5 separate regions of the Zea mays genome follow, and all the other regions are linked to region 1. The links are chromatin contacts, called in public Hi-C maps. All regions are on one chromosome and are shown on one strand. Each heading gives the region's core, a stretch centred on a gene start, on an enhancer-like site or on the middle of the called end of the contact. The rest is flanking DNA. Distances are from core to core; before and after follow the strand shown. Region 1 has its middle 69 kb from the start of LOC103650473. Region 2 has its middle 6.9 kb from the start of LOC100280399. Region 3 has its middle 46 kb from the start of LOC100277930. Region 4 holds the start of LOC100277930. Region 5 holds the start of LOC103650470 (pyrophosphate-energized membrane proton pump 3).

Evidence for each region. Hi-C and Micro-C count contacts between places; a contact is called where the count stands out from the background.
Region 2: a contact with region 1 is called in a Hi-C map of tassel, with 4 times the contacts expected there. The contact joins two enhancer-like sites. A contact is called at or near these places in 2 of 25 Hi-C or Micro-C datasets (ear and tassel).
Region 3: a contact with region 1 is called in a Hi-C map of tassel, with 2.7 times the contacts expected there. The contact joins two enhancer-like sites. A contact is called at or near these places in 3 of 25 Hi-C or Micro-C datasets (bundle sheath, ear and tassel).
Region 4: a Hi-C map of ear shows a contact between it and region 1, with 2.7 times the contacts expected there. The contact joins the promoter of LOC100277930 here to the enhancer-like site in region 1. A contact is called at or near these places in 2 of 25 Hi-C or Micro-C datasets (ear and tassel).
Region 5: a contact with region 1 is called in a Hi-C map of leaf, with 5 times the contacts expected there. The contact joins the promoter of LOC103650470 here to the enhancer-like site in region 1. A contact is called at or near these places in 3 of 25 Hi-C or Micro-C datasets (ear, leaf and tassel).

What each region holds. Positions count from the first base shown.
Region 1 is chr3:119,838,226-119,844,010 of Zm-B73-REFERENCE-NAM-5.0, reverse strand. No RefSeq gene overlaps it. Among protein-coding and RNA genes, the nearest start is that of LOC103650473, 69 kb to the right of the region's middle. Within about 2 kb of position 3,685, at least 14 of the 20 cell types and tissues checked have an H3K27ac peak or open chromatin away from gene starts, as enhancers often do. A contact at or near this core is called in bundle sheath, ear, leaf and 1 more, where this site is marked.
Region 2 is chr3:120,301,247-120,307,031 of Zm-B73-REFERENCE-NAM-5.0, reverse strand. No RefSeq gene overlaps it. Among protein-coding and RNA genes, the nearest start is that of LOC100280399, 6.9 kb to the right of the region's middle. Within about 2 kb of position 3,286, at least 17 of the 20 cell types and tissues checked have an H3K27ac peak or open chromatin away from gene starts, as enhancers often do. A contact at or near this core is called in ear and tassel, where this site is marked.
Region 3 is chr3:120,163,232-120,169,016 of Zm-B73-REFERENCE-NAM-5.0, reverse strand. No RefSeq gene overlaps it. Among protein-coding and RNA genes, the nearest start is that of LOC100277930, 46 kb to the right of the region's middle. Within about 2 kb of position 2,321, at least 17 of the 20 cell types and tissues checked have an H3K27ac peak or open chromatin away from gene starts, as enhancers often do. A contact at or near this core is called in bundle sheath, ear and tassel, where this site is marked.
Region 4 is chr3:120,118,003-120,123,787 of Zm-B73-REFERENCE-NAM-5.0, reverse strand. LOC100277930 reads left to right here and starts at 3,396. Exons shown (of 1, transcript NM_001367300.1): 1 at 3,396-4,562. The coding sequence starts at 3,455. The coding sequence ends at 4,432.
Region 5 is chr3:119,565,249-119,571,033 of Zm-B73-REFERENCE-NAM-5.0, reverse strand. It overlaps LOC103650470 (pyrophosphate-energized membrane proton pump 3), which reads left to right and starts at 2,238. Exons shown (of 15, transcript XM_008676058.2): 1 at 2,238-2,693; 2 at 3,468-3,771; 3 at 5,062-5,265. The coding sequence starts at 3,658. It overlaps LOC103652143 (bifunctional nuclease 2), which reads right to left and starts at 43. Exons shown (of 2, transcript XM_020550874.2): 1 at 1-43.

The DNA of each region.
Region 1 (5,785 bases), core at 2,436-4,935:
TCATTTGGTAAGGTCATATTGCTTACTAATAGAATCCCAATGTGATGTCTTTTATACCGAAAAGGCTTTCATGCATTATATTATATACCTTCGGGTTACTTCGAGTAAAACTTTATGCATGAGGAGAGAGCGAAGAATTAACTTATCTGTGTTTTATAGATATTTTAATTTAATTTTCCCAGATTATTCAAGCACTATAGAGCTTGATATAGTTGTTATGGGCACTTGGCAATATAAATAAATATATAACGCCACACAACATAGTCAAATAAAATATAGAGCCAAACAAAATTGTTTATGAAGGTTGCGTATAATGTGACTTTAGGGGCTTGAACAACCCACCACAATCCACGCGAGTACAAGTTCTAGCGTATCTGGCGTCAACGTGTGTGTGGCCATCAGGGCTACGACAGTATAGCAAGTCTTCGTAATAAGCGCAATAGGCACAATTATGGCTCAGTAATTGGGGTACACGATAAATCCACGCAACGTGCGCAACAGGCGCAATTGTGGCTCGCGTCAGACAAACAGTGCCTACAGGGCATGCAAAAAATACGCGACTCGACGATGACGGTCTGACTCAACGGGAGCAATCCGATTAATGGAGAGCGCGACATAACAATCAAATGACGCAGCCAAGTTCGAACGGCACAAATATTGCGCCGTGTTGCCAGGGCGCAGTCAATATTCAGCTAATGACATAACTCAGTCGATTAACAACGCAGCCTGATCGGCGTGTCTAAGTACCCATTATACAATTTAATCGCTCGACGCGAGTATAAAAGCTCAACATAATATAAAAATTTAGAGCGATTTAAGTATGTGCAGTATAGCCTTCACATATTTTAATAATTTTCTGCTAAGTATTTATTATGAAAAATAAATACAGGAAAAATAAACAACAAAATTAATGCATAAATATAAGACGTCACATGCAAAAGTCCTTTTCTTATAGATCACGTCATTTGGAACGCATGAAGCCGCAACAGACCTCCTATTAGATCTTATTGCATACATGGCTGCATGTGAATCCGAGAAAAGGTATCACCTATTTTATTCAGGCATGCCTGCAGGCATGCAGCAGTCATCAACCGCGCACAGATAACGTATGGAGTTCTACGAGTGTGTCGGCAAGTGGTTGGATCCGCGGCCAAATGGTGCTGGCATGCCGCACAAATTGCAAAGCCGTTGAATGTGACCGCACATCGCGGGCGCAACACCCATCAGGGGCGAGCTATTTGTGTATGTAACCAGAGTGCCGTAGCGGATTATCTGTTCATCTCCTCGATAATAATCAAATCAAGAACAGTAGATCCAACCAACTTAAAAAGAACAGACCATTGATTTACGAGCGATCTCGCCGTGTGGATCCGACCATTGATTTTCCTTTCTTTTACGAGGAACAGATCAAGAAGAGTACATCTATTCTAGAAATGTATACCGCGTGACTGCGTAGAGGTGAAATCGAAGCCTGTCGCGTAGGACAGTTCGGCTAGGCCAGAGACCTGCCGGCTTGATGAAGAGGTGATGCAGATCCGATCCCGCAGCAACGTCCAGGTAGAGCGTGCTGATAACGTGTTGAGAACTACGTTACCACGGATCACCAGATCCGCTCTCTTCCCTCCCGTCAGCAGTAGAGGCGCAAGAAGCTGTAGAGAACTTGTCTCCCTTCCAATAAGCCCAATAGAGGAAACACACAAGATACAGGATATATATAGGGTTGGGCCTCTGACCTCTTTCTCTTCTCTATAATATGAAGGGGTGTACAAGTTCTTTATATAGATATGTGAGACCCCTTAGGGGCAAAGCAGGTATTTGCCCACATAACCCTAACTAGGGTTACTTAACAGGCAGGTCGTCCGACGACGTTGAATCGCCTGGCAGTCCGATGAACACTACTGGGAAATATCGGACCAACTTTGTCAAGTATTTCTTGAAGCAAAATATATAAGAATAATGTCTAAATCAATGTTTTTAATATATTGTTCTCGATAGAACATGTTGCCAAGCTATTTAATCTTTCTTGTGATATAATTGACCTTAAATATTTTTTCAACAATAACTTTGAAAAAATTCTTTCACCTAAGGCTACGATCTCTCTTTCTTTTGTTCCTCTTTTAAGCACCAAATAAGTGCTTCTTAAGCAACCTTGTAGAACTAAATTCATAAGGCAAAATAAATACCAATAAATACTACTATACTTATATATCGATGCATGATATAATCAGGGATGCATATATGAATATACCTTCAGGAGAAGACGATTGGGCAGGCTGGTTTGATAATAGGCATTTCTAAGTGGAGATTTTATTTGAGTTTTATCTTATTTAAATAGCTTTCCATATAATTAAATTTGATGACATAACAAGAATTTAATAAGAAGATAGAGAGTTATAATTGTATTATAGGACACGATAAGAATTTAATAATAAGAGAGATAGAGAGAGTTCCATCTAGAGGATACGCGATTTTATAGACACAAATTAATATAGTATTTTTAAAAACTGTGTAATAAAATTCTATATTGAAACTAGTCTTTAAAAAATTGGGGCCCCTTGTTGCTAGGGCCCTAGGGGTCGCCCCTCCTGCCTAGGGCTAGAGCCGACCCTGGTCGTGGTTGCTTGCAGTCTTGGAGGCAGGAAACAAGTTTTAGGTATGGCGGGTTTATAAAGATCAACCATGAATGTATAGTGTAAGGACTCACTAGACCATTATCTAGATATGTACTAATTAGTTGCTCATGCATCGCTGCGAATCTATATATCATATAAGGAGACATTGCTTAAATGAGATAGTTATTCAAACATGAACCAAACTTATAGATTAGGTGAATGTGAATGACGCAGTACATGGTGTGGGGTTAGACAAGATAAACTTTTCTCTCTCGCTTTTTTTAACGCTCTCGAGATTGGGGATAGTGAGGGTGGAGGTACTAAAATGACAAAATGGGAGGAGGCACGACCCATTTTATATAGTGTCATGGCTTAGCCTGATATGATTTCAAATGGACCCGTGTCATGTCTGGACCGTCTTCTCGACTCGCGTGGTGCCGATAGGTCCGTCACATTTTTTTAAAACTATTAGTATATATATTTATAATACCTATCCTTTATATAGCACAACCCAACAAGTGGTGTAGTTGTTAGGAGACATTAGTTTGTTCCTTGCGATGTGGGTTTAAACCTTAGCAAGCGCGTGATTTCTCGAATTTTCGCCTTAGCGGACACGCGTGGGAGGGGGACGACGCACAAAGAAACCCCCACACATTATAGTAGTAGATATAGAGATGAGATAGAGATATTACATTGTGATTAGCAAATACTCCAACGTACGCAAATCCAGAAGTAAAAAAAACATTGGCATCTAAAATACTGAAGACTACATAGAGATGCTTGAACACCAATTCATCATCTTTGTTAACTAGCTAGATCTCTGTTGTACGACCTAGTTGAACTAATCAACACGAGTGTGGTGGTAGAAGCCAAACGTTTTGATATCCGGTGTGAGAGAGAAAATTTATTCCCTTTCTATACTCGCTGGGGGAGACCATATACGAAGAAACTCAAAATATAGTTAGACATTAGAGATAGAGATTAGAGATATACGGACATGTAGCAGCCCATCGGCCAGGAAGACCCACTACGAGACCGTGGCTTCTATCGTGGATCGTGGGCTTTTGAACTAGGCCCATGAGCTCTACAACATGCCCACCAGCCACCAGATATTAGACCAGCCCGTTGTGTTTGGTTTGAGCTTAAAACAGTATGAGACAGGAAAACACCATCTACTTAACTTTTTGGATCACGTTACCACCAAAAATTATTCTGATGTTCACCTCATTATCGTGTGACTCTCGTACAAACACTATAGAAAATGTAACCCACTGCCTTACATCTCTCCTTATACATCCATCTAATATTGTGCATGTATCCGCCATCATGTATTGTATTTCACGTACATGTACATATACACATAATATACTAGTCTTTGGTATAAATGTTAGGTTTGGCGGTTGCCAAACCTTTCCATACAGCTGCCTCCGTCCTTGTTTGCTCGCGTGACCTCAGAATTTCATTTGGAATGCTAGTAAACAAATCACTCATGATCCATCCAAATCCTATCGATGTGCATATTGCAGCGCTAGGTACCATGCACAAAAGGCCAAAACGAATCATATCTAGTCTCGCATAGATCCAATAACTCTCTTATTTGTTTCGTCATAGAGTCGTGCACAATATTATGTCTTTGGTCGTGTGATAGTATTGATGATGTCTTATTATGGTGACAGACATACTTATTTTAGAGGTAGATATGTCCTATCATATCGATAAATACTAGAGACTACACTGTCAGGTACAACATATTTGGTACCTGTTGTAGAAATATGTACTTTTTGATACTCTAGCATGCCCAAGCGTGGCTAAAGGGGGCGAGACACATATTGATAGTGGTCTTGAGTATGCCTACAACTTATTTTACGATAACAGTGCGTATATCAGACTGCAATATCACAAATCACATTTAATATGATGTACACAAGTGTTATTATAAGTGCAATGGAACCCTAATTATGAGTTTTTGTGATAATGATTATGTAACTAGATAGCTAATATATTTTTTAAAAACAAAAAGATGCACATATTCACTGTAGTGGTGTCCCCAATTGCTTAAGGAGTTTAAGTTTCATTTTGTATTTTGAGTACAGGAAAGTCATACTATCAGCGGACATTCAATCCACAAGTTTGAATGCAAAATAATATGCTCAAACTCCACCATACATACCAAAAAAGGCTCAAGGATATTTCCATAAACTTTCAGTTCAATCAGACAACCTGTGCTTGAGCGACATTGTCGCTCCCTGTCAATATCTCTCCCAACCTAGCAGTGTTGCCCCTTAAAAATATCTACAAGGTAGGTGAGGGGTATTTATACCCTTTTACGGCTCCCAACGCGGTAACATCTCGATCAGCACCCACCAGTGCTCAAAATATAGCTCTCTCTCTCTCACACACACACATACTTCATTGGAACTTCTCAAGCCTCTCCACTCATCTTCATTGTGATTCCTAAGTGATTGAGTGTCGCAAACAGTGAAATAGAGCTGGCCAAACTGTTTTCCCATCTCAAGAGCATCCAATTCGAATTTAAGTCGATGGTTGGATCTTTTTAGTCTTGGAGCCTTGCAGCTAGCAGCTAATGTCGTAATGCGCCATTCGGTGAACTACAGTAAGATTTGTGATAGTCCCATGCAAACACAAGGTTGATTGCGCCCCTGTGGTTTGAGTTTGTGATTTGTGATTTTCAACGGAGTAGCATCTCGAGTTGAGTCGTGTTGACTAACTAGGGCATGTATGTGTATGCAACATGTCTCTTGGCTTATGATGTATAGGTGTGGAGTTCGGAGGCATTGGTTGATAGCGAAGGTGAAGGTCATGCGGTTTCACGCTGATGGACCAAGAGCGGTGAAGGACAAGAACTAGGTCTTGGCTGACAGACTAGAGAAGTCGGATGACCAGCTACGGTGGCTGACACCTAGGGTCATCAGCAAGCGCGAGGACATGACAGTGCTATTTGTGTTGTCGATGTGATAGAGGACTGGTGTGACACATGTCTAGGATGTGGGGAAGCGCATGGAGTACGCTACCTATGGAGGTTTGGTAGTTGAGCCTCAGAACCATCCAATAATAGTTTCACGAGTTTGTCCTTAAAATCTAGCATCACATTTTTGGAGGGAATAAGATGTAGCAAGTGGAGCCATTGCAGAGTGTACATCAAGGCAAAGAAA
Region 2 (5,785 bases), core at 2,037-4,536, 460 kb before region 1:
ACTCCTAAGTTTGGGCTTTGATATCCTAGGGGATCCACGTTTGATTTGATTGGATATTCGGATGCCGATTGGGCGGGGTGCAAAATCAATAGAAAGAGCACATCGGGGACTTGCCAGTTCTTGGGAAGATCCTTGGTGTCTTGGGCTTCAAAGAAGCAAAATTCGGTCGCTCTTTCCACCGCCGAAGCCGAGTACATTGTCGCGGGCCATTGTTGCGCGCAACTGCTTTGGATGAGGCAAACCCTGCGGGACTACGGTTACAAATTAACCAAAGTCCCTTTGCTATGTGATAATGAGAGTGCAATCAAGATGGCGGATAATCCCGTCGAGCATAGCCGCACTAAGCACATAGCCATTCGGTATCACTTTTTACGGGATCACCAACAAAAGGGAGATATCGAGATTTCTTACATTAATACTAAAGATCAATTAGCCGATATCTTTACCAAGCCACTTGATGAACAAACTTTTAACAAACTTAGGCATGAGCTCAATATTCTTGATTCGCGCAATTTCTTTTGCTAACTTGCACACATAGCTCATTTGTATACCGTGATCATGTCTCTTTCATATGCTATGACTAATGTGTTTTCAAGTCTATTTTAAACCAAGTCATAGGTGTATTGAAAGGGAATTGGAGTCTTCGGCGAAGACAAAGGCTTCCACTCCGTAACTCATCCGTCGCCGTCGCTCCGTGCCACTCTCCATCTTTGGGGGAGAGAGCAAAAGGACTTTGTCTTTGGTATAATCTTGACTCATTTATTTATGACCAAAGGAGAAGAAAGTACTTCAAGGGCTCTAATGATTCCGTTTTTGGCGATTCATGCCAAAGGGGGAGAGAGTATGAGCCCAAAGCAAAAGGACCGACCCACCACCAATTTCAAAAACTTAGTTTTTCAAAGAATATTTTCAATTGGTCTCCTATTGTGTTCAAAAGGGGGATAAAAGTAGTATTTCAAAATGATATATCAAAACCTTCTTGAACACTAAGAGGAGGATCTCATTTAGGGGGAGTTTTGTTTAGTCAAAGGAAAAGCATTTGAAACAGGGGGAGAAAATTTCAAATCTTGAAAATGCTTTGCAAAATCTTATTCATTTACCTTTGACTATTTGCAAAAGAACTTTGAAAAGGGTTTACAAAATAGTTTGCAAAAACAAAACATGTGGTGCAAGAGTGGTCCAAAATGTTAAAAGAGAAGAAACAATCCATGCATATCTTGTAAGTATTAATATTGGCTCAATTCCAAACAACCTTTGCACTTACATTATGCAAACTAGTTCAATTATGCACTTCTATATTTGCTTTGGTTTGTGTTGGCATCAATCACCAAAAAGGGGGAGATTGAAAGGGAATTAGGCTTACACCTAGTTCCTAAGTAATTTTGGTGGTTGAATTGCCCAACACAAATAATTGGACTAACTAGTTTGCTCTAGTGTATAAGTTATACAGGTGTAAAAGGTTCACACTTAGCCAATAAAAAAAGATCAAATATTGGATTCAACAAAGGAGCAAAGGGACAACCGAAGGCACCTCTGGTCTGGGGCACCGGACTGTCCGGTGTACACCGGACAGTGTCCGGTGCACCAGAGGACTCCAACTCAAACTCACCACCTTCGGGAATTTCCGGAGGCACTCCGCTATAATTCACCGGACTGTCTGGTGTACACCGGACAGTGTCCGGTGCTCCAAGGAAGAGCGGCCTCCAGAACTCGCCAGCCTCGGGAAAACGCAGCGGCTGCTCCGCTATAATTCACCGGACATGTCCGGTGTACACCGGACTGTCCGGTGAACCAGCAGAGCAACGGCTACTTCGCGCCAACGGTCACCTGCAGGCGCATTCAATGCGCGCCAGAAGCGCACAGAAGTCAGGCACGCCCATTCTGGCGCACCGGACATTGAACAGTACATGTCCGGTGTGCACCGGACATCCAGGCGGGCCCAGAAGTCAGAACTCCAACGGTCGGAATCCAACGGCATTGGTGACGTGGCTGGCGCACTGGACATGTCCGGTGTGCACCGGACTGTCCGGTGCACCATACGACAGACACCCTCCACCAACGGTCATGTTTGGTGGTTGGAGCTATAAATACCCCAACCACCCCACCATTCATGGTATCCAAGTTTTCCAGCTTCCAACCACTATACAAGAGCTAGCATTCATTGCAAAGCACACCAAAAGAGATCAAATCCTCTCCCAACTCCATACAAAGCCTTAGTGACTAGAGAGAGTGATTTGTAGTGTTCATTTGAGCTCTTGCGCTTGGATCGCTTCTTTTCTTTCGCATTCTTTCTTGAGATCATACTCACTTGTAAATGAGGCAAGAGACACCAATTGTGTGGTGGTCCTTGCGGGAAGTTTGATTCCCAAGTGATTTGAGAAGAGAAGCTCACTCGGTCCGAGGGACCGTTTGAGAGAGGGAAGGGTTGAAAGAGACCCAGCCTTTGTGGCCTCCTCAACGGGGAGTAGGTTTGCAAGAACCGAACCTCGGTAAAACAAATCCGCGTGTCACACTTCATTATTTGCTTGCGATTTGTTTTTCACGCCCTCTCTCGCGGACTCGTTTTAATTTCTAACGCTAACCCGGCTTGTAGTTGTGTTTATATTTGTAAATTTCAGTTTCGCCCTATTCACCCCCCTCTAGGCGACTATCAGGAGGCGAGGCCGAGGTTGTGGAGGCGGTGGACGATGGAGTCGATGGACGTGGTCGGGGATGGGACGGGGGCCAAAGTTGCGGCGATACGGGAGGGTCGGAGACTCGGAGGGCGTCCTGAGGCGGGTTCGGGGGAGCAGGCACGAGTGCGCTGGTAGATGCGGTGATAGAGAGGAAGGGAGCGGCGGCGTGGGCGGTTCCGTGGAGGACGCGCTACAGAGTTTGAGCCCGTAGCAGTCGGACGGTGTAGATTGACACATGCGAGTCGGACAGTTGAGATTGCACAAAGGCAGAACGGTAGACTACCCTTACAGCCTTAATAAGTAGTATATATCAATAGCAAAATAAATATCACCTTAAAGGTAGGCAACAAAGCATAAAACAAGCTTTGAAAAATAAGAGCGTATTAGAGACCAAATTATTGTACAGTTTGCGAGTAGTAGACTAGTAGTATGTACAGGGCCGAGGAGGACCGGACCGACGTACATCTCGCTGACTTTGACAAGTCAATGCGTGCATGCTGCCGGCTGCAGTGGATCGTCGAGCTGCCACGTACTTCCACACCGTACTACAGACTGAGCAATGCGACCACGAGACCGTGCAGTGTCGTATGCAGACCGCATGCACACCTGGGCTGGGCTGGGCCGGCTGGACAGGGGGAGACACGGTCCGCCGGTCCATCAAGTCGCAGTCGCAGTCGCATCCAGCCCAGCCACCCATCCACCCAGCATGTGCGCGGCGAGCCGGCGACACGGTGCCAGGACCTGCCGCTGCCAGCCCATCACCTAGAGTGTCAAACCGTCAACTATCCATCAACCGGGGTACGACCGTACGTTGCTTTGCTTGGGGTTAGGGCTTGACCAAAAACTTGTAGCTCGTTAACTCGCTCGACTCGACTCGACAGTGGCTCGACTCGACTCGACTCGTTTATAATTTGTAACGAGTTGAGCTTGTATTTCAACTCGTTACGTTAACGAGCCAGCTCGAGCTGGCTCGCGAGCTGATTCGCGAGCCAAACGAGTTAGAGTAATTAGTCAAATCACAATAATCTCCGATCCAAAATAGTTAATCTTGTACTCTACTATAGTTAATCCTGTTCTTTGTTGAGTGTGGAATCTTAAGTTGCAAACTCTATTCTTTTTTCTAAATAGATCTCCTTGTTTTCTTTTGCTACATGTTTTTATATCCGTTCGTAGACACTAGACATGGTATTATCGAGCTGGCTCGCGAGCTAAACGAGCCAGCTCGAGTTGGCAAACGAGTCGAGCCGAGTTGGATCTTTAGCTCGTTAACATAACGAGTCGAGTCGAGCCAGCTCGTTATCTTAATGAGCCAGCTCGAGTCGAGTCGAGTCGAGCCGAGCCAGCTCGATATCCACCCCTACTTGGGGTTAGTACTTCTGCACGACGGTGGATAGATTCCCGGCCTCTTGCACCAACACGACTAACGTATGAATCCGACTCTTTGACGAATGTAATTTATCGAACACTTAACAAAAACTTACTTTATCAAATGAAATAATCACCATAATAAAGCACTCGGTGAAGATCGTTTTTGCCGAGAGCCAAACGGTCGGCATAAAATGGCTCTCGGCAAAGACGTCTTCCACTCCTACTTATCTCATATGTGAGCAAAGAGCACGAGCCTAGGTCCAATCATACCATCTCGGCAAGACAACTCATAGCATCAAATACATGAACTCCATATTATTCCTTACCTATTCGTCGTTCATTTATTATTATATATCTTCTCTTTGCATTATCGTAACATTATGACAAAATATTACAGATTCAGCTACAAGAAGAGATGATGCAACATGGGGATATGAATGGCAATGGGTCGGGTTCAGGTCGGGTAGAGTAAATACCCGCCCACGACCATACCCACGGGGTTACTCCTACCCAACCGTGACCATACCCGTGGGTAAAACTTTGTACCCGTGCTCATACCCGGATATGACAACTTTCATGAAACAATGTCTAATTTTTATCACACCCTCTACATATGGTATCATAACATCTCGACCAAGTTTCATGATTTTCTGACTTTTTGTGTTTTATACAATTTTTAACAACTAGATCTCAACTTCGTGGTCATGTTACATGAACATGGTGTTCAAAATTTGTGCTTTGTTCCTAAATTAGGTCGTGACTTGTTCTCAATAACATGAGTATCATTTTGGCATTCATTGCTTTCCATTTTTTTAGCGACTTGCAGTTCAAATTTGAATTATTTGAAGAAATTCAATTAAATAAATTAAATGTAATAGGTATAGTAAACACTTTCATAATTGTGCCAAAATTGAACATATAGGTCCATAGGCTGTATTTACACAATAGAAAAAGTTTGTAAAAAAGTAAATAAACTTTGCTGAGTGTCAAGAGAAGACACTCGACAGATAATTTCTTTGTCGAGTGTCCGTCTGTGACACTCGGCAAAGAATTACTTTATCGAGTGTCTTCCTAAAGCCTTCAACGAAGTGGTGTTTGACACCCATCACAAATTTTATGGACTAACAAGTTTGCCTAGTTGGTTATTTCTCAGGTGCATAAGTTAATCTTCATCAATTCTAAGTCGACTGTCTGGAATACCATAGATTATTCCGGACAGGAGAAGCTTTTTGGAAATTCACCTGTGCGCGGACCGTTCGGCCCTTCTAGCGGATTGTCCAGGCCCTTCTAGCGGACCGTCCATGACACTAAGGTGTGCCTTGGACAGGAACTATGTAAAACATGAGTTAACACTACAGACTGTCCGAACGAGAAGCAAGCATCGACCGGGACCAAGCCCGGACCGTCCGGCCTCAGGCGTGGACCGTCCAGTCGTTGAAAAACCATAAAACCTCGAAGGTGACGGGTTTAGTAAAATGCATTTTTAGCGTCCTCGTGGGCCATCCTGGTTGCACGACCGGACCGTCCGCGACTGTTGTGTCTAACATCTGACGACGTATTTAATGCACTATAGCCGTTGATATAGCCGTTACTGCTGACCGTTGAGATTTCAGTCGTTGATGTACACGGGGCAGGGGCGGACCTTTCGGACCAGGAGCGCGGACGTCCGCGATTGGTAGAAAAGGGGCAACGACTAGGAAGTGGTTGGTGGCTATAAATACAACCCCAACCACCTCCACTCA
Region 3 (5,785 bases), core at 1,072-3,571, 330 kb before region 1:
GCCCTCACCCACCAACTAGCCGTTACCAGCATTTTCCTGCGCACTGGCGCACCGGACAGTCCGGTGCGCCACCGGTGCGCCAACGGTCGTTTCCAACGGCTAGTTCTGACAGGTAGCCGTTGGACTCATGGCACACCGGACAGTGAACAGTCACTGTCCGGTGCATACCGGACAGTCCGGTGCACTGTCCGGTGCACTGTCCGGTGCGCCACTATAATTCAACTCTGAAAACCTGCGCTCTCGGGTTCCTGCGAGGGGAAGGGTCTTCCCCGGGCCAGCCTGGCCCCACCTGGCAGAGGGTGCACCGGACAGTCTGGTGCACACCGGACAGTCCTGTGCCCTAGGGCCAGAAACCCTACTTCTTGTTTTTCAGCTGTTTTTTAAATCGGTTTTCGTTCTAACTTGTGAGTGAGTTCTAGAGTGACACTTAGGACTATATGTGATTGTGATTGTGCACCAACACTACACTAGAACTCTCTTGGTCAAACTACTCATCGACAACCCCTCTTTATAGTACGGCTAAAAGAGAATAAAAGACCTAACTAAATCACGAGTGTCCACATCTCCTTGACACTCGGACTCCGTAGTCCTTCACCTTTTGTTTCGTCGTTTTAGCCGTCACTTCGAGTTCTTATCTCTGAGATTGTTTTCACCGTTGTAGTACTTCTACCTATAATGCGACCTAACTTACCATTTGTCTCTGCAAAATACACATTAGTCACATATAACATTACGTTGTCATTAATCACTAAAACCAACCAGGGGCCTAGATGCTTTCACTAACTAATAAATACCTAAGTAATTAGCTACTACTAACTAATACTAACTAGTTAACTAACGGAACACTGACTAGCTAAATAACTCACTGAGTAACTAAGTTAGTTATATAACTACTTAAGTGACTAGCTACATAACTCACTAAGTAACTAAGTTAGTTATTAAATTACTAACTATTATAACTACTTAAGTTACTAGTTAAGTTATTAATGCATAAAAATATATCTCCCATTCTTTACCTTTTGTCCTAGAGTAGACAGTAACACAGTCTTTTTCACCTCAATCTTCACCTATCTTTGACGACTCTACATCGTCTCGAGACGCCTTAGGTGTCTTGCCGACCCCAAGACAAACCCTAGGATCTCTCCTCTCCGACGAGGTCCCTCCCGGGAGCGAGATCCAGGTGCTAATGGCGAACGCCGTCGCCCCTACGCACACGCGGACTATCCAGCCAATAGACGGGACCGTCCAGCTCCACCGAAAGGAAGAACCGTCTTTGCGCCAGGTCGCGGACTGTTCGGCCCTAAGTCGCGGATTATCCATGCTGCCGCAAAGAGCACCGCCGCCTATACACATCACAGTGATTGACGTCCAGATTAGCGCCAACAACAGCGAAAGAGAAAATGACGTCGTAGCTATAGGTATATAGAAGCTTGGAGCCAAAACTTGTGGTATTGAGCTCGACGTGAAGATCTTTAGCACCGAGGTGTACGCCACGAGGTACACAGTGCTATGACTTATGACGTTGAGCCATTCAGTGTGGATGTTACAGCTCACTACATCATCGACTAGGATCAAACATGATACTAGTCTCTGTAAACGTATAGAGTGTTTGGTTTGAGGAATGAGCTAGTCCATCATCTTCCCACTCCTCACTATTTTTATCTGGTTTATGGAATGGAATGAGTTGATCCATCACCACCTCATTCCTAATATGTAGTTAGTTAGTACTAATATGAGGAATAATGTTATCACACCAAATTTGAGGAATGAACCCATGATGCACCACCTCAATTTGGATGTAGTGATTCCTTAAACCAAACATCCCCGTAAAGTTTTAATTAAAAATGCTAAAATAATAAAAAAATCAGCGCAGGCGGTGCCCGTTCGCATGGGTTTGCGGTCGCCGAGCACGCGCGCAGCACCCACCCTGGTGGGCCTCGACCGATCCGGACTCAGGAGGAGAGCCGAGTCCGAGCCTCCGAGGATTTGAGTTGACGGCCAGACCGTCCCGGGCGGCGACCCGTTCCGCACGCGGACCCGGTCGGCTCGGTCTGGTGTACGAGTGGACGACCTGCACACTCTTTGTGGATTGACCTAGAATAAGGATGACCGGGCCCACACACACAGAGGTTGACGACACAAGCGACGCTCCGGCACCGTACGCACCGACACGAAGATCGCACGGGCGCATCACATGTGCATGCAGTAGAGGAGCGACGGCGCCGCGGCAGAGGCAGACGCAGTGCCAGGCTGTGCCGCGGTGGCTCTGCCTGCGCCTGCACACTGCGCCAACGCCCTACCGTACGGGTACGGCCGGCTCGGGCACGTGGGCGCGCTCGTGCGGGATCATCTTGGGCGCCGGCCCAGGCCCGCGGACACCGCTGGCTGTCCGGCCGGGCGGGATCGACGAGCGTTGGCCTTTACTACTGGGCCGTCGCCTCGGCCGCGGTTCCGTCGCGTCTGGCGCGTCACATGGCCTCTCGCTCGCATGCGCGTGCACTGCTCGTCTGATCGTGTTCGGGGTCCGCGTGGGCCGTCTCCTGTTTGGGCTTCCACCGCTGTGGGCTGCGACAGCTACCTTTGTCACCCGAATCGAAACCGTAACAGGAGTAATGACCGATTCTAGTTTTATTATATGTCGTGCTTTGCTACAGTTATTATATATCATACTAGGTCATTGTCTGTGCGTTGCGACGTCATACAATCACAACAATCGAGAGCTGTATTTTTAGAAACCACAAGAAAACATTTGGTCTTTCGTGGTCACGGCATACAAAATCGAGATAGAAATGAGAAAACAATGTGAGTTTCAACTACAAAACAAACATCAGGAATAAAATACAGTAATTATAACACTATATGAAATGGTTACCAACACACGTTTGTCGAGCGAGCGTATGCGCGGAGCTAGCACTCTTCTAGCAGGCGCATCCACTCCCCGCCTGCTGCTGCTGCTGCTAGTTGGATTGGCTAGAAGTCAGCTTTAGCTTCAGGTTCACGTCCACCATGTCCTCCAGCTTCGCTAGAGCATCTCCGTTCCCGATAGGACCACGACGATCTTGCGAAATAGTGATTGTAGCAACACAAATGAGAAAAGAATCGATGAGATGCAGTGTGCGCAGCAGGGTACATCAAAGAGTCTAAGTCTCTATGTCGTTGCCTCATTGGAGAATACATTATGCATCAATAAAGAATAAATAGATATAAACTTCAAGATTTTCTAGTTGTTGAACTTGTATTACCTAAAGTGTGGCATTTAGATAACGTACCTCACTGTATCAGCCCAGTTACCAAAAGGGTGGTGCATTAGAGTGCTCATATTCTTGTCACCATTGCACGTTACAAATACACTTTTTGATCCATTCATTGTAGCCATTGTGAAACCAAAAGTATGTCATGGAAGGAACTTCATGTCCTACTAATGTGTCATGGAAGTCAACTTGAAAAATGTAAATAGAATAGTTTTTGCACTCTATATGCAGGAACTACCATACTATGGCTTGATCCACATGAAGCTGCAATCAACTTAGCACATAGAGCTACTAAGCAACAGGTAACAACAGATCTTACCCCCACATGTGAATAAACCTCATTTTAAATAGTAGTAATACTTTTAAGCATGTTGTATGTGAAACGTTCCAAGCGAACAAATGAACTAAAATAACATTTAAAATAAAGACAATTAACATATTAGGAATATAATAATTATTTGACTATACTCCTAATACTTGGTCGATTCTCTCAATCCTCATATCCGTTATGTTTGGATATACACGGATTGAATCAACACACAATGTGTCCTTCGTATGCGTACGATCAATCTGCATCATAGAGAGCTTGAGTTTCGTCACCTCGTCTAAACTTGATGTCCCAACCGTGTCGATTTGATGTCCCAACCATGGATATTCTCAAAACAACGCCCTCTATGGCCGATTAGCTTATGCGATCGACCCAAATAGAGTAAGAAGAATAGGCTGTATGAACCAACAGGAAAGCAGAAATCAATCTCCAACCTACCTCTAGTCACCAAATCTGCTTAAGATAGGCAACAATGTAAAATCTACAATATAAACATGGCACTTTAGTTATGTACCAACAACCAATTCATTAACAAAAGAAATACATTAAATGTTCACCGAAAAATAACAACGAGTATAAGATCAGATTATTGTCTTGTTGAAGAACAAAAGAAAATTCCTACCCAAATAACTGTTTTTAGTTAGACCATCTCGCTCCTTCTAATGAGTACATTTACTACGGGAAAATGAAAACAAAAACAAAGTACCATGTGGATAGGTGGCTCCAGTACCTCCGATCACCTCTCTCTCTCTCTCTGTGTTCAATACTCTCTCCAGAAACCTCCCTTGTTCTTCTCGATCCAAAATTCCTACTCAAATATGAAAGCAGAACTCTCCAAATATGAGATCATGATGCTCCTAAATATCCATAGAATGCAGCCACTCCAAAAAAGGACGATGATGCAAACCTCCCTTGGTTTTATGTGATTAATCTTCCGTTGTAGCCAAGCACACTCACATGCAACTTCATATAAAGAAATTATCTCTGAGTGGTTAGTAGACATCGCTACTAGATTTTGTTTGCATATCCAGCACCTGTAAATCCCACCAAATTTGGGTCCTAATTTTTCTAGGGAAATAATCAAGATCTAAGTGCCTTAAAGATATCTAAGTTAGTCTTAACGCTTACTTAATGTCTTCTGGATGGGTGGTCTTTAAAGGGTGAGCTTTGGCCATATTAAATCTCTTAAGTACCGTCTTGCTATACGTCGACTGGTGTTGAAATATTCCTTTAGGGAAATGTTCAATCTGTAGGGACAAGCAAACTCTATCTTTTATGTATCCCTTCTTCAGGAGGAATTTGCTGAGCCAATACTACCACATCTACCTAGATTGCTTAAGCCTATACAATGCCCTTGGCAACTTCACATTGTACATGTTGTCACTTCTAGAAAATCTGAAAGGAAGCACAATGCATTCTCTTTAGTAACTTGTTGTTGCATGCATTCCTGCTTGGCTGATACTAAATCATCCAGTTTTCTCCCTATTTTCCTAGGATGGGAAGTACGAGCAGAGTCCACACCCTACAGGGGTATCTCCACTCTCTCTGGTGCATTCGTCGTACGAATATGCGACTTCAACACTCCTCTTATTTTAGTAAAGGCATATGGCAGATTATTTGCTAAGTTCTACATGTGTATTATTCTCTAAACTTCAAGTTCAGTTTCTCTAGTGTGTGGGTCAAGCAATTGGATGCCACTAGCATCCAACTCAATTTCTTGGTATTCTTTATTATTAAGGTACAATCCTCCCCCTAATACCGAGAAATGATCTTCATCGAAGATGCTATCAACGTACCGAGCTATGAACATACCCCTAGCTCTAGGCTCTAGATATTTGATTATGGACAATGATTCATAACCAACAAATATCCCTAATTTTCGGTGGGATCTCTAGATGTATGTTGGGGTGATGATATCGACACATATACAACATAACTAAATTTACGCATATGGGAAACCACTCGTTGTTGACCACGCGTTAACTGGTGGGGGAGAAACAGAGTGGGCAGTAGATGATCTATATTGGATTAAGGTGACAAGGTGCAAAACTGTGTGTCCCCAACAACTGGCTGGGAGTCTGCTATCTTGTAGAAGTAGACGAGCAATGAATTTTATTCTTTTAGTTAAGGACTATATGAGCCCATTCTTTGTGTGCACATGGGGTATAGAATGGTCTACATTTATGCACAGAACAAGACAATATTC
Region 4 (5,785 bases), core at 2,147-4,646, 280 kb before region 1:
GTTTTCACACTTCCAACCACTTACAAGAGCTAGGCATTCAATTCTAGACACATTCAAGAGATCAAATCCTCTCCCAAACTCCACACAAAGCTTTAGTGACTAGTGAGAGAGATTTGCTTGTGTTTTTTCGAGCTCTTGCGCTTGGATTGCTTTCTTCTTTCTTGATTCTTTCTTGCGATCAAACTTACTTGTAATTGAGGCAAGAGACACCAATCTTGTGGTGGTCCTTGTAGGAACTTTGTGTTCCAAGTGATTGAGAAGAGAAAGCTCACTCGGTCCGAGGGACCGTTTGAGAGAGGGAAAGGGTTGAAAGAGACCCGGTCTTTGTGACCACCTCAACGGGGAGTAGGTTTGCGAGAACCGAACCTCGGTAAAACAAATCCGTGTGTCACACTCTTTATTCGCTTGCGATTTGTTTCGCACCCTCTCTCGCGGACTTGATTATATCTCTAACACTAACCCGACTTGTAGTTGTGATTATTTTTGAGAATTTCAGTTTCGCCCTATTCACCCCCCCTCTAGGCGACTATCAGGCGGTGATCCAGCTCAATCCTAAGTTCTCCTCACCCAAGATCTTTTCACCCGCCACGGTTATCCACTTCACAATGGCACGGATCGCGGTGGCCGGCGTGAATCATGGCGCAAGTTCTCCGGCGGCGACAGATTAACTGAATCAGTGATCTTCTTCAGGTCACTGTACCATGGGAGCTCCATTCAGAGCGCTTGACCGAGCAAGTTGAGGAGCCCCGTTCTCTAATTTTCATGTAACAACTCCCCAATCCATCTGTAGCAAAATTGTTCTTCTACAAACCAGCTTTGATTTTGTTATAGCAACCTCGATCAAACATCCACTGGATCCTATTCAAAATCGATCTCAAAGTTCATCTTAGTTCACGGACAGTCGAATTTCAGCTTCAGTGGTGACTGACAGCCCAACTTTAGGTCCATTCATCTCTTCTTTCCATAGAGCACCAAGGCTTAGTCACTTAATCAAACTTGAACTACTAACATAGCTCTACCATTTTGTTGTAATGACTTGGGGCAGAATCTCCATAGATTAAGAAATACAAGGTCCCAAAGTCAGCCCAATCACAGTGATTTCAGAGTTAGCCATATAGGTGCTTTGGAAAGTTTTACAATTTACTCCAATTTGTTCCGCATCACTTGAAAATTTCCAATGTAAAAGTTGTTTAGTTTTTGATATTCTACCACTTTGATAAATGCACTTTGGTCCAAAAATTTATAGAAATTCAAATCACCTTATAAGGCACAAATTAGGGTTTTTAGGGCTCTTATTAGGGTTTTGGGTATTCTAGGGTTTGTGTGCCACTCAAATCCATCAAGTTTAGTCTCTTATGAACATTTCCACTAACTTTGGAGATAACACTCAATTTTGTATTACACACACCCATACACCTCTATTCCTTGGTCAAGTACCCTATTCTAGGGTTAAGAAGCTCTTCAAGTCATCACATCACACTTGTTTTGAACTTTTAGCCTAGTGGATGCATTCTAGGTGTAACAAACATAATGACATGTAAATGCATATGATGTCATGCTCAAGTTTTAGTTCTTATAACACCAGGGGTGTTACAGATACAAATATCTTTTTAATCCTTCTAAAGCACCAAGACCGAGTGTGACTTTTGAGAACTATTAGAAGTGCTTTAAGGACTACTCTGGAAACTCCATTTTACCAAGGGATTTCTATTTCCTAAGAAAAAATGAACTAATTTTCCTTGGGAAAAATGAAAATTCTTTGAAAAAATGAGGTTCTCAAACTAGCCCTAAGAAATCGTTTTATCCATTTTTTTCAAAAAAAAACCTATGAGCTTTGACAGGGTTTTAAAAGGGTTTAACTTTAGGGTCTGTTTGGTTGGGCTGTGGCTGTAAAAAAGCTGTTGTGGGCTGTGAGCTGTGAAAAATGCTGTTGTGGGCTGTGAACTGCTAAAAAACTAAAAATCGTTTGGTGAGAACCACTAAAAGTCGCTAAAATTCTTCTATATATATTTTCACAGTTCCACTAAAAGCTGCTAAAAGCAGGTCTAGATGTGCTTTCATTTTTGCACTACAAAAAAATCGGCTTTTAGAAAAAGCTGCTTTTGACTCCGCTTGTAAAGCTAGTTTTAGCTTGTACTAGCTTCAAAATGGATCGTCGTCCGTATAATAATACAAGTCATTCTCATTTGTTTTCTTAGAATGGAGACAGACAGACACTACAATATAAACTACTAAGATGTCGTTAAGAAGAGCTCCGCTCTCTAGTTCTGTAGCGTAGAGTGATTCCATTTGATTCTTCAAAGAAAAGTAGGATGGTGAGAGTAGTTTTCTTAAAGCTCACAACTTCTAATGTAAATAATTAATTGATGTTTTTAACGTTTGTTTGGTTAAATGCTATTCCTTTCGATATGACAGCTTTTCGAGAATCTATAATACTAATGATCTAGCTATCACGGGCTTACATACATATGACGATAAAAAGATTTACATGTTTTAGGATTTAGAAAGCGGTGGTTTTCTCCGGTTATGACAACTCAATGAATTTTACATTCACGTTGATTCGAGTGATTTAAAAAATGGTTTTCGTAAAACCAAACTCAAAAGAGAATCGTTTAACTGTAAAAAAAAACAGATTGAAACAGTCAGAATCGGGCTAGAGTATAGATGGCCAACATTAGGCCCGCGAGTCCTGCACGAAGCCCGCTGTTTGGGCCTGGTCCGAGCCCGGCATGACCCGGTTCTATACGGGTCTGGGCCGATCCGGCACGAATAAGCGGGCCGGACTCGGATAGGAAATTAGGCACGGTGGGCTAGCCCGGCACGGCCCGTTTACCTTTAAGCACGTTAAGCCCGCTTTTTTGCACTAAAACGTGCTTTATGGCCCGCTTAGCCTGTTTTCGGTCCGCTTTTTCGTGCTAAACGGGCCGACCGTTTAAGCCTGCTGCGAGCCGGGCTCGGACAGAGAATCAAGCCCGCGGGCTTAGAAGACCTGTCCCGGTTTCTTAACCGTGTCTGGCGGGCCGGGCCCGGGCCGGGCGGCCCGTTTGGCCATCTCTGGTCAGAAGCCGAAAAGCATGGGTGTGAAGCTCTGCCACACGTCCTCACACGGTCCCTGGTCTAGCTTTACTCGTGGTCGCCTCGCCTGCACGCTGCCGGCCTGTAGGCTGTAGCTGTAGGCCATAACATACGTAGGGTTGGGAGGAACAGGTGAATGTGCTTGCATTGGAATGAGAGTCTGCCACATACACTTGCCGGCCAAAGTTGAGTGCACCGCCTGCAGGCGGCAGCAGCTCGATCGATCACACAGCTCACCAACACGTACTAGCTACTGACCTGGTCAAGTCCCAGTTCACCTGGACCTGCCAGATTCTGCGCTCCTATATATTCGTTGGAAACCAACGTCAATGCTTCTTCATCTCTAGCCAGCGTCGTCGGCTGACCTCCTACCGTCGTCATGGCTTCTCTTCACCCGTTGATCGCTGCTGCGCTCGTAGTCGCGGCGGCCTCCACGGCAGCGGCGGCGGCGAGCTGGGCGGCACCGTCGTCGCCAGCACGCCCTCTGTTCCGCGAGTACATCGGCGCGGAGGGCAAGAACGTGACGTTCGCGGACGTGCCGGTGCACCCGGGCGTGGACTTCCACTTCATCCTCTCCTTCGCCATCGACTACGCCGCGAACGCCACCAACGCCTCCGCGCCGCCGGTGCCCACGGACGGCCGCTTCGCCGTGTTCTGGGACGAGGCGAACCTCACCCCGGCCGCCGTGGCCGCCCTCAAGTGCCCCTCCTCCCGCGCCCGCGTCGCGCTCAGCCTCGGCGGCGACACCGTGTTCGGCGCCAACGCCACGTTCCGCGCGTCCTCCGTCGACGCCTGGGTCGGCAACGCCGTGGCGTCGCTCGCGGCCATCCTCACCCGCTACGGCCTCGACGGGGTGGACGTGGACTACGAGCACTTCGGGGAGCGCGAGACGCCCGAGGTGTTCGCCGAGTGCGTCGGCCGCCTCGTGCGCGCGCTCCGGGCCCGCGGCGTCATCTCCTTCGCCTCCATCGCGCCCTTCGCCAACCCGGACGTGCAGGCGCACTACGCCGAGCTCTGGCGACGCTACGGCCGCGACTTCGACTACGTCAACTTCCAGTTCTACGCGTACCCGTCCAACACCACGGTGCCGGAGTTCCTGGCCCACTACGACGAGCAGAGCGCCCGGTACGCCGGCGCCGGCGGAGGGGGGAAGGTGCTCGTCAGCTTCGGGACGGACCCCGCCAGCGGCGGCCTGCGCCCCGGGAAGGGCTTCTTCAGGGCGTGCCGGGAGCTGCGCCGCCAGGGGAGGCTGCATGGAATCTTCGTCTGGGCCGCGGATAACTCCGCCGCCGACGGGTTTCGCGACGAGCGCCTCGCGCAGACGTTCCTCGCCGGCAACGCCCCGGGTTTCCCCTGACGCATGCATGCGTTAAGCTCCCCGTGTCTCCGTTCCATATTTCCGTTCCTTGTGTACGTCTTGTTATGTTTTGTCGCGTCCATATGATTTTTAATTGGTCCAGTTCATTGATTATTTGCGTGCATCCAAACAAGCACAAAGATACTCTTCGAGGACCCGAGTTATGATGCATTTAGAGAGTGATTCTGCATTATATTTTCGTTTTAAACATTGACACAAACATAACTATAATACTTATATTCGGCCATAAAACACAAGGTCCGATAGCCCCGATACGAAGCATGGGCTGTCAATCCGATGCTCCCCTTCGTCTTTATAATCGAGTATCCATATCTAAGTGCTATAGGTCTTATTTTCTCCTGTACACATGGCAGCGGCCGCATCATAAACATAGTTAGCATGACGTCAAAAGACTATAAGCCCATTTGGTACAACTATAATAATACGCGCAAGCACACAAATAAGTAAGAGAGGTTTTAACCTCAATAAGTAAGAGATATTTTAATCTCGATTAAACACTGTGACTAAACCAGTGACAGATCTAGGTTTTTCATATAGGGTGTAGCGTAACAAAATTTTTATATACAACTATATGTATAGAAGTAAATTCGGCAAAGCAAACAGATATAAAGTCTAATATTTTAAAATTAAGTACGAAAGTTGCATATATTAAAATACAAATAATTCAAGCATGCTGTAAAATAGACATAAATATTGCAATACAATTTATTTGCACAAGTTTTCTCAACGTCCACTCCAAATAATATACCTCTCGCAATATCTCCTTCTTCATATTTCAGTCACTACAGAAACTCATAATGGATTAACCGTCAACAAGACAACAATCAACAACAAAATAGAAACACACACACTACAGGAAAACACTTAATTCCCGTCGGTCAGGAACCGACGGGAATAAGCATTAAACCGACGGGAATAACTAATTCCCGTCGGTTTAATGCTTATTCCCGTCGATTGTCAGCCGACAGGCGTCGGGTGTCGGAGATAAGTTTATTTCCGTCGGCCGCTGACGGGAATAATTAATCCCCGTCGGCCACTAACTAGCCGACGGGAGTTATGGCTAATTCCCGTCGGCCAGGACAACCGCCAGGAGTTATTAATTAATCCCCGTCGGCCATACCAGCCGACAGGAATTAACTATTAACTCCCGTCGACCAGGTCAGCCGACGGAGATTAACTGGGCCGACGGGAGTTAATAGTTAATTCCCGTCAGCTATGGTCAAACCGTCGGGGATTAACTGGGCCGACGAGAGTTAACCTATAATTCTGAAACAACAACACTAAATTAGATATTTCTCCACAATTGCACACATAACATACACAGAACATACA
Region 5 (5,785 bases), core at 989-3,488, 270 kb after region 1:
CCGTGTCCAGATAATGTTGTGCAGGAATAACCAAGTGACCTCAAGAAGCAGAAAAGTCAGAAAATGATTCTTGGCCTGCGCCTATGCTACAACAGATACCGGGGGCGACGGATCTGGGCTTGGCGGAGGCGACGGCGCCAACGGCGTGTAGAGCGGAGGACGCAACAGCCGCCATTGGTCTTGTCGAGGAGCGGAGATGGGCTGGGCAGCACACAACCGCGGGGGGAGGTGGGATGGACATAAGTGACGGCGAGGTGTGTGCAGCACACAACCGCAGGGGGAGGTGGGATGGACAGAAGTGATGGCGAGGTGTGTGCAGCACGGGTGGGAGGCGAAATCGCTGGAGGGGAAGGGACAGGAGAGCAGATGCGGGGTGTGTGCGACGCGGGGGGTGGCGGGATGACCGGAGGGGATGGGTGAGGGAGGGGCGGGAATGATGCGGCGCCCGTGGCGGCGGACGAGAGCGGGGGCAGAGGCACCGCGAGCGAAGGTGTGGTTCGGCGGCGGCACAGTGAAGGCTGTGGATCCCCCTGGCCGCGGGCAACGCAGGGATGGGGACGGGGCAGACATCGACGCATGGGGTGGTTGCGCGGGCCGATGATTGCGGGCAGTGATGGATAGTGTGATGATGGTGGGGCGATGATGGAGGGTTCTTGGAATTGCGCGGCCGAGAGCGGGGCAAGGGGAGAATGTCGGAGGCAGGGGCAGGCAGAACCGTGCGCCAGACAATGTGGACGCCTACGGTATCTTCTTAAGAGTAGTAGAGATATGGCCTTTCCGTACCGGCCATTTCGTGCCTGCCTTAAATAAGTCGTAAGTCGTGCCCGCCCATAGCCCGTGATATCGGCCCACTTACAGTTTGATGCATCGAGCCGGTCTAACCGATCTAAAATATTTCAGATCGTGCCATGTCTGAGCTATGTTTTTTTGCGTTTTGAATCAACTCATCAGACTCGGTCTAAATGTATACCTATAGAATGGAGCCATTTCCCTTTTTCATGTTTTTGGTTGAAAGGATAAGAACAAGATCCATCCTCTTTAAGGAATATCCACGAAATACTCGTAAATACTCGTAAGAATGGAGTTTTCCTCCACAAGAAAAAGACATATATTAGAATTTAGAAGATGTTTAGTTTTTATGTAATAATTTATAGTTCCTATATTTTATTTTATTTTATTTTAATTCGTAATGTGGGTCGGAGAGACTCCACACTATAGTCCACCTCTTTTCCATCTTCATCGTGGTCATCCTCCCATTAATATCTCCAACAAACTTATCTCACTCTCTCCCACTTTCTACTTCAAACTAGTGGTGGATTCAGACCCGGGGCTGCCCGGGCTGCAGCCCATGTCACGACCCCATCTCTGCACTACGTTAGAATGCAGCAACATCGTGCGCTAGCCCTGTCCGTGCTGCAAGAGCAGCTCATGCCATCAACCTAGCATGCAGTAGCTAGCAGCCTAAAAGCAGTGCACTAGCAACTAGCAAGCTAGAACCATTGTTCAGCATCCAGCCTGTACAGCGCACTACCTACCAGGCGCAGACAAGAACTATTGGACAGTGAACCACCAGGCACAAGAGTAGCACCAGCATATTTGCATGCCTGCAACAGCCTAGAACTCTAGGTTAGTTGTTTATCGTAATTTTAATTAATTTTGTTTCATCAATTATTTACTAGGTTAGTTAATAAAATTAATGTTTATGTTTATAGAGATAGGATGGATAAGTTTTTCATAAAAAAGATGGTTTAACATAATACTTAGAATAAAAATTTTAAACTTGTCTTAGTAGTCCCTCCTTTAGGCTTTCTGGATCCGCCACTGCTTCAAACTCCACTCTTTAAAAAATGTAATCTATAGCAACAACTAATATGCAATCAGACCTTATATGCAAGTGCAAACGAGCCTTTTAGTCCGTTAGATCATGATCTAACTGTAGACATGATCGTGGTTTGTTAGGGGTTTTTTATAAATCTATACGAGCTGACGGTGGAATGATTTAATTGTTAAATATGATATATTGTTGCATAATCTAATGAACCAGGAACCTCGCTTGCACGCTTGCACATAAAACCTGATTGTATATTAGTTGTTGCCGTAATCTATGGTATATAAAACGAAATAATTGAAATTCTATCACTTGAAACGTTGTCTGCTTGTTAATATTACTCTTGTGTCTATGAATTGTGGGGCCATCCGTGTCTATAAAATGTCGAACTGATGACAATTTTATGAATATGTTTTGTGGTGACGGCAAATACCAAATTCTCTCAAAACAAAATATTTGGAATACGATCGTCGGTCCGCTGGAGATGCCTGCTGCCTCCGTTTCTGTTTGTGTGCGTGTCTCGGAGAAGCTCTCCCTCGCCTCGCAGATCCGCGGCCTGCTTTGTTGCTGCTTTGCCAGCAAGCTGCCGCGCTCATCCTCGCGCGACGCCAGCGGCGGGGTGGCCCCTCTCCAGTGACCCGGCGACTGCTCCCGTCGGTGCCGCCGCCGCCTCCTCCTCCGAGATCCATTCCCGTGCCCGCGGCAAGGACCAGATCCATCACCGCGCCACGAGCTACAGCAGGCGACATCCGCCCCGGGGTCGCACGCCGCCTGCTAGCCGCGGACGTCCCGGGAGCCCCGTTCGCAGACGCCTGCACGCGCGCGGCGCGCAACGAGCTCCGCCACCTGCCGTCGTGAAGCAGCGGTGAGAACCCACCCTGCTCCCTCTCCCGTAGCCATGTCAGGCATGTCCCGCTCTACAGTCTAGACATTGAACTACTGTCAGTTTTGCTCGGTCTGCTGTTGTTTCTATATCCATGTGGTTACGAACACAGGATGTTTTACCCCTTTATTTACTGGTTCTGAACTTAGAATTACTACGTGCCCGATAACTATTCCTCACCCGACACTAGTCCTAGTCCTGATCGCAGAAGTGAGCAGACAATATTTCTGCTAGATGTTTAACTTACTTGGTTCGCTCTGAACTTAGAACTGCTACCTGCCTGAAAATTATTCATCACCTGACACTAATCCTGATTGCAGAAATGAAGTTTGAACAATATTTTCTGCTAGATGTTTAACTGTGCAAACTTTCAGAGAAGAGATCTGTTATTTGTTAGATCTCGCCCAACTAAAGCCTTCCAGCTATAGGCTGCTGCTGCCACTATTACAATTACGTGCCTTATTGTTTAACATTTAACAAATACTGAAACATATCTCTGTATTGTCTATTTTTGCTAAATGCCACGTTCATGTATGAGTGTATCCATATCTGTGCTACATAGATTTCAGGTGTGTCCAATGAAGACTATACTTTTCAGTTGTCTTTATTATAGAAGGTGTCTTGGTACTCTGTTGCTGTACTTTATTTTATTTAACCGGAGTTTATGTTTTAGGCAACAATTGTACTTTGTGTTTGATTATTGTGATTCTATAGAAGATTCACTATACCTAGCTTCGTGCTAATATCATCTTGTAGACTTGACGGCAAAAGGACCCTTTGAATCAAAGAGAAGTTCGTCACTGAGGCTGAAGAAAATCTGGATGTGTTTACCTTTCAGGGCTTACTAATTTTGAGAGGTGTCTGACATAGACTAAAAAAAAATCAGCGCCAGGGCTCAGGGAGCGACCTACCCCAAGGTGGGGAGTTGGTTCCTTTTCCAGTAATAATGAGGGCAAATTCATATCCCATCATGATGGAAGAGGACATGGAAAATGGAAGGTCGTATCAAGAAAGACCAAGGGCTTTTTCAACAGTACGAAGCAAATCATCTGTACCGCTGGTATGGACTATTGCTAAGCTTTCTCCACCTTTAAAAATACATAACTGACTTTTGTGGCTACATTGAAAAGGACAAACTTAGCATCCATTCATATGTCATGTGCTCACTTTGTGTGTGTATTTCGTTCTCGTTAGCTTGGGATTAAAAGGCTATGTTGATGTTGATGCTAGTAAATGCAAGTACATGGTATTTGTCCTGAAACAAAGCATTGTGGAATGTCCCTGTTTTTGTTGCTATATTCACACTATTTTATTTTGGATGGGAAAGAAATATTCACACTGTTTATTTATTTATTTATTTATTTATTTATTTTTCTTTCATTAGTTTTAATGTATATGGCTATTGACAATTATCGTGAAAGGACCTCTAGCTGAGTTGGTTAGGTGGTCTGAGTAGCACTTATAAGTCCTAGGTTCGACTCCTCGTGGGAGCGAATTTCAGGCTATGGAGTAGCACTTATTAGGTCCTGGGTTCGAGTCCTCGTGGTAGCGAATTTCAGGCTGTGGTTATGAAAATCCCTTCGTCTATTCTACTCCAAAGCACAGGTCTAAGGCCCGGTCTAGGTCGTTTCACATGGGCTACGGTGCCGCCGTGTATGGGTGGGGCAGGGATTCGGGGGGTTTCTCGACCTACGTGAGAAGGTCTTCTTATTTTAATGCTCGGGGACTGTCTTACCCTTGCATGTCGAGTTTTTTTTATTGACAGTTATCAAAGTGTACACCAAAGAACAATTTAGCACACTATGGACACTACATCATTTCTTTCCATCTTTCTTTGTTTTAACTATATATTTATACTTTGAAATTTATACATAAAGTAGCCAAATAAAATATATCCCTTTTTTCTCATCAATAATGACAACAAAGCCTTTCTGACTTTGGTCCTATCTATTAAAGAAATCCTGTTAGTCGCAAGTCAGGGTAGGTTAAAAGATATCCTCTTTTTCTCATATTCCAAAAATGGTCATTCAGGTAAAAGAGCTGGCCACTGTAACACTCTTATATTCTTTATAATGGGATTTCAAATGAGTTGAATTGAAGTACTTTAGGCAACACTGGTTGACAGCCGCTTTTTTTTTCCTATCGAAATATGCACTGATTCATTATATTATGTTTCAAACTTGTATGATTTATGGATATTTCATGTCATAAATTTTGATAAATAAAAAAAATCTTGAAGTGTGCATTTCTGCTGATTGATCATCTCGACACACTGTTTTTAACATGTCACGAGCAACTGTCAAATATTTTACGTTTGTCTCTTATTTTGTCTATTTTGGTTGCTATACAGGCCTTCCGTTTGTTGATGAGGGTAAATCCCCGTGCCGTGATTATTCTTTCTCTTTTGGTCTTCAGTGGTGTTTTGTATGTGGGAGCTAGTACATCACCAATTCTGGTCTTTGTGTTCTGTATATGTACTCTCAGTCTATTCTTCTCTGTCTACCTTACAAAGTGGGTTCTTGCTAAGGACGAAGGACCTCCAGAAATGTCCGAGGTATAAAAACTGCCTCAATTCAGCTCACTGATAATATGTATGCCTTCATTTTCTGCATCTTCAATGCTCTGCTTCTTGTCACATGCTGTTTCTGTGTTTAGAAAGTGCTGTATGCTAATGTTACTCTCTTGCTTTGCATATTCTGCTTCATGCAATTAATCAGTCTAACCTGGAGCTTCAGACTTGTGCTCGCTTATCCTGCATATTTGAGATTCAGTTGTTACGACTCCTATTATTATGTTGATTATCTATAATAGATCATAGATAAAACTTTCAATTTGTTTGGCTGCCCGCTCCTATATCCCTCTCACACCAAGAGAGATATTTTGGGGCTGTGGATGCTGAGATGCATCCACACAACTGGAAGCATCCAAATTTGGCACATTAGATCTACTAGTGCGAGATCATTCATTATTTGTAGGAGGTTACTATGGAGTAGTTCATGCAGTAATCTATCCATGAGAATTTAGAGTAGCTCATGCAGTAATCTAATCATGAGTATATAGAGTAGCTCATGCAG